2 separate regions of the Sus scrofa genome follow, and region 1 is linked to region 2. A link is a contact called in public HiChIP or PLAC-seq data. All regions are on one chromosome and are shown on one strand. Each heading gives the region's core, a stretch centred on a gene start, on an enhancer-like site or on the middle of the called end of the contact. The rest is flanking DNA. Distances are from core to core; before and after follow the strand shown.

Region 1 (6,553 bases), core at 1,154-3,653, 93 kb after region 2:
GTGCCTGGAAATGTTTGGGGACTCCTGGGGCCGGCAGGCCTGAAAACAGACCACGAGCACACAGTGTGGCCAGGGCTGGAACGGATGGGTCCTCTCCGCAGTGCCTGGCACAGAGATGCCGCTGGTAATGTGGTGACGGTAACACTGCTGTCTGCCAGGCATGGTGCCAGGCTCTGCGTGAACTCATCTGTCCCCGCAAGAGTCACGTCTTCCCCGTGTTAGACGGGGACCTGAGGCCCAGGGAGGTGAAGCCACCTGCCCAAGTTCTTGCCATATCTGATTTGAACGAAGTCGGTGCGCCGGCGGGGGCTGTGGACTGTCTGGGGGAGGGGGTGCTGTTCTGGCTGCAGCTGAGGCGGGGAGAGCGTGGGGGGTGCCGTGCCATGTGGCCCTGGCACCGCCCTCTCTGGCTCCTGGCAGGCAGGCACGGGCTTGGGGTGTCTCTTAGGGGTGCCCACTGCCCTGGCCTTGGGGTCAGGGTGGGGTGAGGGGCTGTTTGGCTCTCACGTGCCGAGGCTGGAGCCGGGTCTCGCACACACCTGGGCAGCCCAGGGGAGAAGGCAAGGCATCCTTAGCCGACAGGCAGGGACGCGGGGGCTCGGAGAGGGGGCTGCAGGGGTGAGAGACACACACCAGAGAGTTGGAACTTGAACTCGGAACCAGCGCACCGCCACGTCCGTTTAGCTTGCGTTTAAGCAGGTGGGCAGCTTTGTGCTTTGCGGACAATGTGAATGCCACCTGCTGTGGCCACTTGCCGGGCAATGACTGTGCGAAGACCCTGTGTGAGGCACCAAGTCTTAAAGGCCCACCTCGCCCCCCTCCGAAGGCCTGTCGGTGCCCATTTGACCGCTGAGGACACTGAGGCCCCAAGAGGCAGCCAGAGCTCTAGCCAGCTGAGTTCCCGGGATCTCAGGAGAAGCCAGGGGTTGTGGCATGCCCCTGGGATTGGCAGGTGAGGGCCCCTTCTCTGTGAGGGTGATGGCTGGAGGTCAGCGCCAGGGGGACTTCACACCGTCCCCGTGCTGACGGCTGAGCCAGGCCAGCCAGCCCTCCACTTGGTGTCTGGATGGGGGCCGGGCAGAGAGCCAGGGTCACCTCCCCAGGTCAAGGCCCCCCACCTGGCTTAACTTCAGGTAGCAGGGGGGACAGGGTGCCCTGAGCCATTCTAACCCCCCGGGGCTGCTCCCGGATGCATGGGGGCATCAGCCAGGCCGTGGATTGGGGCACAGGATCAGGCAAGGTCATGGCCTGGCTTCCATTCGTGGCTGTGTGACCTCGGCAAGTCATGTTACCTCTCTGAGCCTCAGTTTCCTCTTCTGTAAAGCAGGGGTCGTAACAACGCCCACCTCAGAGGGCACCCTACAAGGGAGGTCAAATGCTGTGCAGTAAAGGCCCTGGCTTTGGAGCCACTTGCTGGCTTTAGCCCCCACTTCTGCGTCTGGCAGGCTGTGTGGCCTCGGGTAAGTCACCGTAGTTCTCTGAGCCTTTTTCCTCGTCTGTTGGATGTGGATAATAGCAGACTCTTCCTTCTAGGGCTTTCTCTGGACACGATGAGGCAGGCATGGCACAGCCTGTGCATGTGAGCAGAGGTCCTGCCACAGGCTCTGGAGCAAGGGCGCCTGGTGGCAGCATCCACCTCCCAGACCCTGGCGTGCGGGGGGGGGGGAGTTCGGCTCCTGGCTGCCGGGAGCGAGTGCCATGGTTCTGTCCCCATGCGCTGGGTCTGATGAAGCATAAATAGCCCGCAGTGTCTGTGAGCGAGGGTAGGGAAGCGTCTGTGACCGGGCCCTCCCTCCCCACCTGGCAGAGGCAGCAAGGCTGCTGAGCTGGCCGCGGGGATGAGAAGGAGCAGGAGCTCCTGAATAAGTCATCACACGATCTGGGCTAATGCACTGGCCATGAGGCAACGTGCAATTTGTGCCTTAATTGTCCAGACAGGGTGACTTCTGTGCCCCTGGTCCGCTAAGTGCCTGGTGTCTAGGGCGCCCTCTTCTGGGGCTTGGTGGATCTGCCGGGGGCCCACCTGGTCCCTACTTGCTGCCCTCCCAGATGGGCCCCCCCGACCCCGGGACTCTGATGGGATCCCACATCCGAGACACATCAGATCCCACATCAGAGACTGTCAGGGACTGTCAGCCCTCTGGGTCCTCGGACCTGGGTCCTGGCTCCAGCAGCCCTCGCCTGGGTTGGGGGCCGGCAGGCTGGGCTGGGGGGAGCTGTGCGTGGAGCCTGGGACTGAGCTCCCCCCTCCAGCCATAGAGCTCCATCTCCTCTTTGTACTCTGCGGTTTGATTTTCTTTTTTTCTTTTCTTGCTTTTGAACTGAGGCTGTCCCAGCTTAGCCAGATCCTGCCCTGTTACCAAGGTGACCAGACCATCTCCGCCGTGGCCACTGCCGGGGTTGGGCGAGAGACCTGGGTGCATGCACACGCATATGGCCTGAACATGCATGTGTGCTTGTGCTGTGCCTTGTACACACGTGTGCACACACAAGGCTCTAGCGTAGGCATATGCGTGTGCAAGAGCAGACAGGCGGAGACTCAGCCCAGGGTGTGCAGTCTCGGCGTGGTGTTTGCTTGAGGACACCGTCTCTGTCGCTTTGTGTGTGTTCCCTCGGAGGACGGGGTGCACAGCCAGCATGTGCTGCCCCCAGGCACGCGCCCTCTGTGTGTGAGCAGCGGGCTGTCCGCTTCATCCCTTGCGCCTGGTCTCTGCGTCAGCACACCGGGTCTGGCCACACAGCTGTGGGGTGAACATGTCCCGTGCCCGCCCGCTGTCCTTGGTGAACCCGCCTCCACCTGCTGCGGCGCCCACCTTCAGCACTGCCCGCCACTCTGGAGGCTCCTTTGCTCCCAGGAGGATAACCGGGTGAGCATCCTAGGCGCCCGCTCGGACTGCCGTCCCTCTGGCATCACCTCCAAAATAAGCCACCTGCTCCCAGATCCTTGACTCAGGATCCGTTTCTGGGGAAACAAGTGGAGCCAGGTCTGCGCACAGCCTGTGCTCCTAGAATGACGTGCACCCACTCCCCAGACTGTGCGCCTGTGCCGGACGTGTGCACACACCAGCGCCCTTGCTGGACCCTGACCTGGGCCCTTGGCCTAGACTAGCAGCTGCCCTAGGCAGGCAGTAGAACTGGGCCCCTTTTACAGATGTGGGGCCGGAGGCAAAGGTTAATCTTATGAACACGTGCCTTGGAGGTGGAGGCAGGGCCGTGAGAGTAGGCAGCAGCTGGACCCTGCGCAGGAGGAGGCCACGCCCCCACGCCCCCCTGCTGGCTGGCATGGAGATGAAGGTGGGGCCAGCCTCATCACCCATGCTGGCCACTAGGTGCACGTGACCTCTTCAGGATGCCAGCTTGAGGAGGGACAGCCCCAGGCACTGACCGGCACTGGATTCTCTCTCTCTCACCTGTTTCTTCCTCGTGGGGAGTGTCCTATAGGGTCGTTGAGAGGTGCACACAGGTGGTGCTAAATAAAAGCTTCAGGCGTACGAAGGCTTCCCCTGGGGGTCTCCGTGGCCATCCCTCCTGCTCTTGGGGCAGAGACCCGCTGCTCACTCCTTCTGCACCAGGAGCCCCCCCCCCCCGCCCCGCCCCCAGTCTACTTCCTCTTCCTGGACACAGGCCTAGGGAGGGCCAGTGCTCAAGGCCACGTAGCACCGGGCCCCTGCCCCACCAGTCGTGGGCTCTCAGCAGCCCCTACTTCCCCACAGCACCAGGCAACACGAGGGGGAGGCAGCCAGGGAAGGCTTCCTGTAGGAGGGGCCCTGAGCCTCTTGGAGAGATTGTGGTTTCTCCTGGAGATCTCAGGGCCAGACATGTGGTCAAGTCCTAGGTCTCTGTTCCGATGGCCCTGCAGCTGGATTCAGTTGATTCCGCTCCCAGCTCTGTGCAGGACTGGCTCTGTGGCCCCCGGCAGGGTGCTCACCCGCTCTGAGCCCTGGCCTGCTGCCACTGTGCAAAGGACCCGTAGCATGAACTGGCATAGCTGGTGCCACAGTGTCCATGTGGGTGCACGGCTCCAGCGGCTGGAGTTGGAAGAGCGTGTGAGGCTGCAGTGGGTCAGAAGGTCAGTCACCCTCCAGCTTCGTCCTCCCATCCCGAGCGTCCGTCTCCTCGGGCCATCAGGCCGAGGAGGACCTGTACCTCACCCAGGACGAGATGATGCTGAGAATTGCATCTGCTGAGGCAAGGGTGCTGCTGTCACTCTTCATGCGTTCTAGAAAAATCCTCGGGTTCGCGTTGGCGGCCTGGGCCCCGGGAGGGACTCCCTGTGACTTTGGGTTTGACCTGAGACGCTGTGGGTGGGTGCCAAGCTGCCTCCCACCCAGAGGTCATCTCACCTCTTGGCCACCCCTTCCTGCCGCGGGCCCTCTGCCTGGAGCCTGTGCGGGGGCCCTGGCGCCCGGCTCTCCGCCAGCCGGCCCGCACTTCCCCAGGCCGGGCAGCACCTGCTACAGCTGGATCCCTCCTCTTTTGTTCATTTGCTCCCGAAGGGTCTGTCTGTCATCCTACCTGATGCGAACACCAAGGGGCCGGCACCCCCCGTTCACACCGCACTTGGTGCTCGAGGGAGCTGCTTGTGGGTCAAACGAACAGGCAAAGAGCGAAGAGGCGGCGGGTTACCCCCACCTGCAGGCGAGGCCCCCCGTCTCCACCTGGCTGCCTGTAGACGCTTTCTGACACCCACTTGCTCAGGGTAATGCTTTCAAATGCAGGAGAAAACCCGCGTACAAGAGGAAACAGAGACATGAGCTTCTTGTGAAAATAGGATTTGAAAACGTGTGAGACAGTGATGAGCAGGCCGTTGTTGAAAAGCCCCTCAGAGGTCAAGACCCAGCAGAGGCTGTGGCCAGGGCCTCCCTGCCTCCACGCACCGCAGAGGGAGCCGTGTCCACTTTGCCGAGAAAAGGGGGTGTCCGCGTTTTCCCATGAGTGTTGAGTTCACGCTGCCTTGGGGCCCATCTCTGGGTCCCCAAGGAGGACCTCCTGGCATGTGCCACCTTGGGGCGGGGGGCACACAGCCTGCAGGGATGGGGTCAGCCTACTCACCTGGCCCAGCTCTGAGGGGACGCTGACGACAGCCATGCCCCCGTCCTGCAGGGGTCCCCTGCTGTGAGCAGTTCCCATGAGAGAAGGTGGGAGACCCCGCTCCCTGTAGCAAGGTGAGCAGGGACCAGAGGGGGAAGTGACAGGGCCGGGCCCAAGGCAGGTTGAGGCCGGAGTGGTCTTGGGATAGCCTGACGCCCCGCCTGCCATCTTGCAGTGCAGGCCCTCGAGGGCGCTCTCAGGTCACAGGGGCAAAATCATGAGGGGCCTTCTGAGGCCTGGTTCCTGTTGCCCTCAGCCTCCTCCCAGACCCTGGCCCCATGCTCAGGGCAGTCAGACCCAGGCCCCAGCCTCAAGGGAGAGATTTGGAGGGATAGGAGCAGAGGCATGGAATTGGGTATTGAAGGATGCATAGGAGTTTGAGGGAGCAGGAGGAAGAAAGGGCTGTGGGCAGAGGGTCTGGCATGTGGCAAGGCAGGAGGTGGGAGGCCTTTCCTCCAATGCCGTCTTTGTGGATTTTTACGGCCACTGGCAGGTGAGCAACAGGAGACTCCGGTGCTCCCCCAGCCTGACGGCCGCCACCTCACCCTGGGACCCTCTGGCCCAGCCTACCCGCCTCCCCCCCAACCCCGAACACTTGGAATGGAGCGACGTTCCAGCCTTTATCCTGGTGTTTCCACTTCCACGAACCCTGCCCCCCCGTTCTCTCCTCCACAGGTCTCAAGTCCAGTGGCAGCCCCCTCAGCGAGGCCTTTCCCGACCTCTGGAGTTACTCGGCTTCTCTCTCCCCAGCCTGTTTTTGGTCTGCCCTGCCTACCAGCGCGTGTCGGCTGGTGGCGGGCTCAGCAGGTGTCTGCCCCGTGCTGGCTGGCTGCTCAGTGCAGCTCTGGAGAGCAGGTGGGCTGAGGCCTTGGCCTCGCTCCTGGAGCTGAGCTATAAAGGGGCCCTTGGGTCCCCCAGAAGGCCCACCTATTGTCCCGACTCCTGAGCTCAGGCCACGCCAGGGTGAACCCGGCCCCTCGGAGGTCTGTCAGGCCGCCTAGAGCATTTTCTGATTCCAAAATAAAGCCAGATTTACGAAACGAGGAGGAAAAGGGAAGCTAAGAAAACCGCTATCCCCATGCCCTCAGCAGGTCCCTGGGGACGGAGGCCAGGGGCCCAGGCATCACCCTGGGCTCAGCCTGCTCCGAAGAAAGCAGACGGCCCCTCTGTCTGGACGCAGAGGGACAGAGGCAGGACACCGGGGGCTGGGCTCAGCCCTGCAGCTCCTGTCTCCTCCTCTGTCAGAGACCCTTGGCCGCTTCGAACACCCTCAGGTCCGACACCAGGCGCCCAGCAGAACCAGTTCAGGTCCGGGGGGCTTGGGCAGCAGCACCGGGGCCGGACATCTTGGGGGCTGCGTAGAGGAGGCGTCCTTTGAGCTTGAAAGATGCGTGGCTTTAGGGGCGGCAGAGCCGGGCATTGGAGGGCGAGGGGCTCTGAGGCGTGGGCAGTCCTGAGACGT
Region 2 (6,672 bases), core at 4,088-6,587:
CAGCGGTCCGCGTTTCCTGGGAGCGGAAGATGCTGCCAGTGAGAGGGTGAGACCCTCATCGGGGAGAGATGCAAGCCCTGGCCAGGGGATGGCCGAGAGGGGACACACACACTAAGGGGAATGGCTCTGACCCCTCTGAGGCCGGGCTGAGGCCGGTGATGGGCTCAGGGTCACTCAGCTCCTTCCTGGGGAGGGAGGGCATCCTGGGGTCGGAAAGGGCCCTTTGCAGGCGGGCGTGGGGATGCGCCCTGGTCGTGGCCTCAGCCCAATCCCCAGGCACTTCTACTTCTCCTCTGATGGTGGGCATGCCACTTGTCCCCATATTGGCAGTGCTTCTGCCTGAGCCGTGGTGATAAGGCCATTTTCAGGTCCTGGGTTCTAGATGACAGGCTTGAGCCTTTAGATAACGCCGGATACAGAGCAGGCTGTTCCTGATCTGGGCTAAAAGCCTGGCTTCATCCTTCCTGGCAGCGGGACCTGGGCTGCAGCTTCCTTGCCTGTGAGGAAAGTCTAATTAACCACACTGGCTTCACCGGGTCACATCAAGTTAGGGACCCTGTCCTGCCTCCCAGCCATGAGGTGCTGTGCCTGGGGACCTGGGGGCAGACAGGCTCCTGGCCGGGGCTCCTGGGATGCCCAGAGCCCCTGGGCACCTGGAAGGTTCCTGGGGGCAGCCTCAGGCTCCCCACGCAGCCCTGAAGGGCACTGGGCAGGACAGACTGGAAGCCTCAGTCAGGAGCAAAGCACTTTGCATCTTCCCGCCAGCAGTGGAAGGAGTCCAAGGGCACGTGCCTTGCTCAGAGGAGGCTGCTGCAGGCTTGTCGAATGGAGGCTTGGGCAGGGAAACAGCTCTGGCCACAGTCTGGGGTGACCCGCAGCCTTTGACCCCTGGAGCCTGCGCTGCTCGTCCGTTATGTACAGATAATAATAAGAATGTGTATGCACCGTGCTTGGCTGTGAGCCCTCCTACTTCCCCAACGGCCCGCTGTGCACCTGCCATGTGCTGGGGCCCTACGGTGACCAGAGCAGAGTCACTGTCCTCATGCAGCCTGCAGCACCACCTCCACTGCCTGATGCTGGGCCAGAGGGAGCTCACCCCCTGCCTTGGGGCGGCTTGGTTCTGCTGCAGATGCAAGTGGGGCTGTGGCCACGGGCACAGCTGGGGTCCCTGATGAGAGGGGTAGTGCAGGGCAGGGGTCCTGGGAGGCAGCCTCCCCTCCATGTTTCAGAGCTGGGCTTTGAAGGGGGTAGGAATGAGTCAGGTGGGGAAGGCAGGGAAGGGCATTTCCAGCTGAGGGAACCACCTTTGCAAAGAAAGGCTCAGGGAGGAAAGCTGGGGTTGGGGAAAATGGCTGGGAAGCTATTCTCTTCGGGAGCCACAGCAGGGTGTGGAGCTTGGCCAGCCCTACCTGTTGGAAGGCCCCTGGCTTCACTGTGGAGGAACTGAGGGCAGAAAGAAAGCACAGAAGGGGAAGAGGAGTAGAGAAGTCACCGCAGCGCCCAGGGCGCCGCCGCGACCAGCTCTCGTCCAGCCGCCTGGCCAGAACTGGCCACCAGAGGGCACTGTGGACCCAGGCTGAGGAGGCCCTTGCGGTGCCGCGGCTGTGTGGGCGCATGCGCCTAGCTGTACCTGCGGCCTGTGTCTGGAATGGGCCTGAGCTTGTGCTCCGCTCACGGGTACCTGCTTGTGCATCCCCGCTGTGATCACGCGTTGTGTGCGTGTGTGTCTGGGGTGTGTGGACGGAGGTGTGAACTGGGCCCGTGGGAGAGTGTGAGTGAGCACGAGCAGGGGTGCATATAGGTGAGAGCAGGGCCCTCAGCTCGCCTTCCCCAGCCGCAGTTACTCCCCTCCCAGCCGCGCATCTCAAGGCCTCTGCACCCGCTGTTCCTTCCTCCCGCAATGTTCTTCCCCGACAGACTCACCACTGCTCCCTCACCCCCTCGGGGCTGTGCCTACACGTCACCTTCTAGTAAGGCTTGTCCCGACCTCCCTCTCTCTTTTTTTTTTTTTTTTGCTTTTTAGGGCCGTACCCCCAGCATATGGAGGTTCCAGGCTAGGGGTCCAATCGGAGCTACAGCTGCCGGCCTCCACCACAGCCACAGCAAGGCCAGATCCGAGCCGCATCTGCGATCTACACCACAGCTCAGGACAACGCCAGATCCTTAACCCACTGAGAAGGCCAGGGATTGAACCCGCAGTCTCACTGTTCCTAATCGGATTCACTTCCGCTGCGCGGCGGTGGGAGCTCCTCCTGCCCTCCCTCTGTAAGAGTACAGCCCCACTGCCTTCCCTGGTTTCTCCGTCGCACTTATCCTCTGGCCAGCTATAATTTAACTTGGGCATTTTGCTCGTGTGGTTCACCCACCGGACAATCCGTCATCTCCCCGAGGGCAGGGTGTTGCGTCTGTCTCTTCGACGTGGAGCCCTCAGTGCCAGGCACGCAGTCAGTGCGCAATAAATAGTTGTCGAAGGAATGACTGGCCGAGCTCCGGCCATCTCCCCCCGGCCCTCGGCACCCCAGGCCCCACCCACCTTGGCTCACACCACACCCTGCTGTGGCCACTCTCCTTTCTCTGTCTTCCAGAGGGTGTTTGGGATTCCAGGAGTCAGGGCAAGAGGCAGCCTGTTACAGTGACCCTGTCCAATGTCCCGCCTGGTTTCTGAGGGGTCATGGAAGCCCAGCCTCACTGGCTCCTTCGAGGCAGAGGGAGGCCAGCAGATGTGACTGCCGCCAGCAAGGAAGAGGGGAAGGAGCTCTGGGCGGTGCCCCTGCCCAGCATCAGCGTGCCTCTGCCTCCCACCGGGCCCTCACCCGTGGCCCCTCTCGCAGGTCCAGCCCTGTCTGGGGAGACTCTTGCCTTTCCGCCTGCTGAGCGCCTACGGGCCCTTAAAGGTCCAGTTTCAAAGTCACCTCTTCTGCGGAGCCTTCCTGACCTCACCCAGGTGGAGTCCGGCACCGGCCTGGGGCTTTTGCTCATGTGTCTATTTATAGCGCCCCACATGGAGTTTTGTGATTCTTGGGCTGTCAGGCTCCCTGACTAACCTCCTCCAACTGCAGGGCCTTGACTGAGTCGTAGGAGCAGCCCAGCACGGGACCGACCGGAGTTGCTTCCAGTGTCTGCGGCAGCGCTTCCGTCCTCCCTTTGTTCATGCCGCAAGTATTTATTAGGCACCTACTATGTGCTGGGCCCTGAGCGGTGCATCAGGAATTCCACAGGGGGAGTTCCCATCATGGCTCAGGGGTTAACCAGCCCGGCTAGCATCCGTGAGGATGCGGGTTTGATCCCTGGCCTCGCTCAGTGGGTTAAGGATCCGGTATTGCCATGAGCCGTGGTGTAGGTTGCAGATGCGGCTGGGATCCCGAGTTGCTGTGGCTCTGGCATAGGTGGGCAGCTACAGCTCCTGTTGAACCCCTAGCCTGGGAACCTCCATATGCTGCAGGAGCGGCCCTAAAAAGACCAAAAAAAAAAAAAAAAAAAAAAGAGAGAAGAAATCCACAGGGAGCCAGTTGGCAAGATTCCTGCCCAGGAGGGGCTGATGGTCTAGAGTGAGAGCCAGAGTAAAAGCAGGGTAAATAAGAAAGGCATTGGTGGCAGAGTGCTGTGCAGAGAATGAAAACTGATTTGGGGGTGGGGGGTGGCCAGAAAGGTCTTTTGAGGGAGTTCCTTTAAGAGGAGGCCTGCAGGATGAAAGCCCCGGGAATTATGGTGGGAGGTGGGGGAGAAAGAGGTTGTGGGCAGAGGGGACAGCAGCAGCCAGGCAGGGTGGGTAGTGGCATGTTCAAGGGGCAGCACTGAGACCCTTGCACATGGCACAGGCAGAGCAAAGCGGTGGGGGGTACCATGGGAGGAGCAGAAGTCCTAGCGGCCACTGGGGGCCTGAACCAAGAAAACCAGCAGGAGCAGGCCTGCAGTCCCAGGAAGAAGGTAGCTGCTGCCAGTGCCTGTTTCCCAGATGGATAAGCAGCAGGTCCTGAGGCCACATGACCCATTTGGGACAGAGTGCTCTGGGCAGCTCCAGACACCCAGGAGTGGTGAGCGCTTCCTGTAGGAGGTGTCCACAGTGTGTTTACAAACATCTCTTGGGCACCTAGTGAGTTCCAGGCCTGAAGCCAGGCACTTCCAAGGTGGCGGTCATGGACTAATTTCAGAGAGGCCTCGTTGTCCCCATGGGACAGGGCTGTAAGCAGCAGTGTTGGCATTTGAACCCGTAGCCTGAGGAGTCCATAGCTCATGCCTTTCTGCCCACTGCCGGGAAAGATGAGCCAGAGACACAGGAGGAAATAATGATAATTAGTAGGCCTCCCCTTATCTCATCTGACTGTGTGGGTGGGCCCCGAGGGTCACCTCTGTCTTAAAAGCAGGAAGGCTCCACGCCTTTCTAGCAGGTGGTGGAATCTGCTTCCCTCACGTGAGATGCCTGGCAGGTCACACGCTCATACCTGCCTGAAGCCAGGGGCTGACCCTGTGACCTTTGCCAGGCCGGCTATCCAAGTCCTGGTCCCAGTTTGCCAGCTTGGTCAGTGGCTCCTGAAATCCCAAGCTCCCACGTGGGAGCAGAAAGGGCACCGGCCCGACTGGACATTATACAGATGAGCAGACTGAGGCCTCGAGAGGAGGAGGGACGGAATCAAGGGCGTGGGAGAGAGCCAGGACTAGACCTTGGCTGAAATGCTTTGAGATGCCGTCTTACTCGCTAAGGCTGTTTCCGCACGTGTAGAACCGGGCGGGGGCAGGGGACACAGCCCTCAGAGCTACCGACGTTTGCTGACTTCTCCCCAGGTACCACCAAGCCGGCCTTTGTGTCCCCAGCCGTTGCTGAATACGGAATAAACATGCGCACGCCGGGCATTCAGTCAACAAACACCTCTTGCGTGTCGGTGGAAGCCAGGGTCTCTTCCCACCAGCAGCGCCGGGAGGCGGGGACGCGAAAACAGGCTCGGGTGGCCTGACTTGCCCAGGTCAGCCCCGCTATGAAGTAGTCGAATCGGGATCTGACCCCAGCTTCACCCCCGGGGCGCACTTCGAGCCCACCGGCGGCACCCGCCTTCCTGCTCCCCAGGGCCTCCGCCAGGCCGCCGGGGACACCCGGTCGCTGCGCACACTGCGGGGCTCGAGTCCGGGTGGGCGGGGCTTGCGCCTGGTCGGCGGGGGTGCGGAGCCTGACTGGTTTCCAGGTGGCAGGCGGGCTTGACAGGCGGTGGGAGGAGCCACATCCCCGGCCAACGGAGGGCGAGGCTTGAGCTTGACGGGCAGCCCCGGGCCCGCGTTTGATAGGCAGGGGCCGGGCCCCGGAGACCGGAGGACCAATGGGGGTGCGGGGCGGGGCTTGCGTCGGCGCCGTCCGGCCGGGGCCCCAGTCGCGCTGCCCAGTCTGGCCCCGCCGCCGCCTGCCGCGGTCGCGTCCTCGCCGCCGCCCTGGCCGCCGCCCGGGCCGCCCGCCCGCAGCCATGAGCGCGTTCCGCTCGGGCCCAGCCCGTCGCCCCCTGGACTAATCCCGCTGCCGCCCCGACCCGCCTGCACCATGGAGTCGCCCGCCGCGAGTCCTCCCGCCGGCGTGCCCCCGCCCAAAGGTAGGAGCGCCTGGACTGCAGACGCGAGTCTTGCGCGGTCCTCTGGCCCGGCCTCGAACCTCTCGCTCTTCGGTCCCGCGCCCATCCTGGGACCTCGACTGGGTCCCATTTTAGGCTTTGGGGCTGCACCCAGGCCCAAACTCAGGCGGGGGTCTGGTCCTGATCACCCCGCTCCGGGTCAGGAACGTCCATCTGACCTCCCGGTTTGGGCCTTAACTGCACCCTGGACAGGAACTCTCCCAATCCGGGTCCCTCAGCTGGACCGAGGTGGGAGTCACTCTGAGCCCGCGCCCAGCCCGCTTCCACTTCTGGATACCGGGGTTGCATCCAGGCTGGGATTTAACTGGCTCCACGTCTGGGCCCCAGCGGTGCCCCCTGCTGGGGATCTCCCGTGTGGGTGCCCTGGCTAGGCTCCAGCTCAGAACTCCCCGTCTCCCCCCCAACCCCCACCGCGCTCCATCCTCCTAGGCTCCACATTGTGCGCTCCCTGGCCTGCCTGCATCCCGCCCTGCAGCCCTGTCTCCCTGGGAACCTCCCTGAGCCTCCCACCTGGCTCTGCTGCACAGCCCCCTCTCATGGGCTCGCCTTGTCCCGAGTTGCAGCCTCCTCTGCACCAGGGAGCTCACCCTCTCCTGCGCATGTCTCCAGGGTTGATTGGTCCCAGGTCTGTCCCGCTGCCTGTGGGTCCTGGGCCACTGCCAGGCCGGGTGCTGGCTGTGCAATGGGCTTGCTCTTGTCTTCTCCAAGTAGCCGGCCTTCCTGGAAATTTTTGTGAGGTGGCGGCTGCGGCGGCCGGATTTGTCATGCAGAGGGGGAGGACGAGACTTGGAGGGCAAAAGGGGGATTTTTTTGGCAGGGAGAGGCAAGGATGTTTTGGCCTGTCGGAGTCTTGGCGGGCTGGGCTGCGTGAGACGTTTCCAAACCGGACACAGCCCTGATGAATGGGCTGCCCCCCCAGCCTGCTGCCTCATCCCAGCGGCAGGAGCGTCTCTGGGCCCCGGTGTCCTTATCACACCTGCTTCCGTGGACTGTGGACTCTGGGCATGAGACGGTGAACCCTGAAGAGTTTTAGGCCAGTGTGGGTGATGAGGCGAAGGGC

The links. HiChIP or PLAC-seq counts read pairs in DNA pulled down with a chosen protein or histone mark.
Region 1: a contact with region 2 is called in an H3K27ac HiChIP or PLAC-seq map of skeletal muscle. The contact joins the enhancer-like site here to the promoter of MAP2K3 in region 2. A contact is called at or near these places in 1 of 5 promoter capture datasets (liver), 5 of 47 Hi-C or Micro-C datasets (embryonic fibroblasts, mesenteric adipose tissue, retroperitoneal adipose tissue and 2 more) and 2 of 2 datasets of contacts at active chromatin or transcription factors (alveolar macrophages and skeletal muscle).

What each region holds. Positions count from the first base shown.
Region 1 is chr12:61,486,493-61,493,045 of Sscrofa11.1, forward strand. The region is part of intron 1 of KCNJ12 (ATP-sensitive inward rectifier potassium channel 12); the gene reads left to right. Among named protein-coding and RNA genes, the nearest start is that of KCNJ12, 51 kb to the left of the region's middle. Within about 2 kb of position 2,404, at least 3 of the 83 cell types and tissues checked have an H3K27ac peak or open chromatin away from gene starts, as enhancers often do. A contact at or near this core is called in skeletal muscle, where this site is marked.
Region 2 is chr12:61,391,000-61,397,671 of Sscrofa11.1, forward strand. It overlaps MAP2K3 (dual specificity mitogen-activated protein kinase kinase 3), which reads left to right and starts at 5,338. Exons shown (of 12, transcript XM_021068056.1): 1 at 5,338-5,573. The coding sequence starts at 5,525.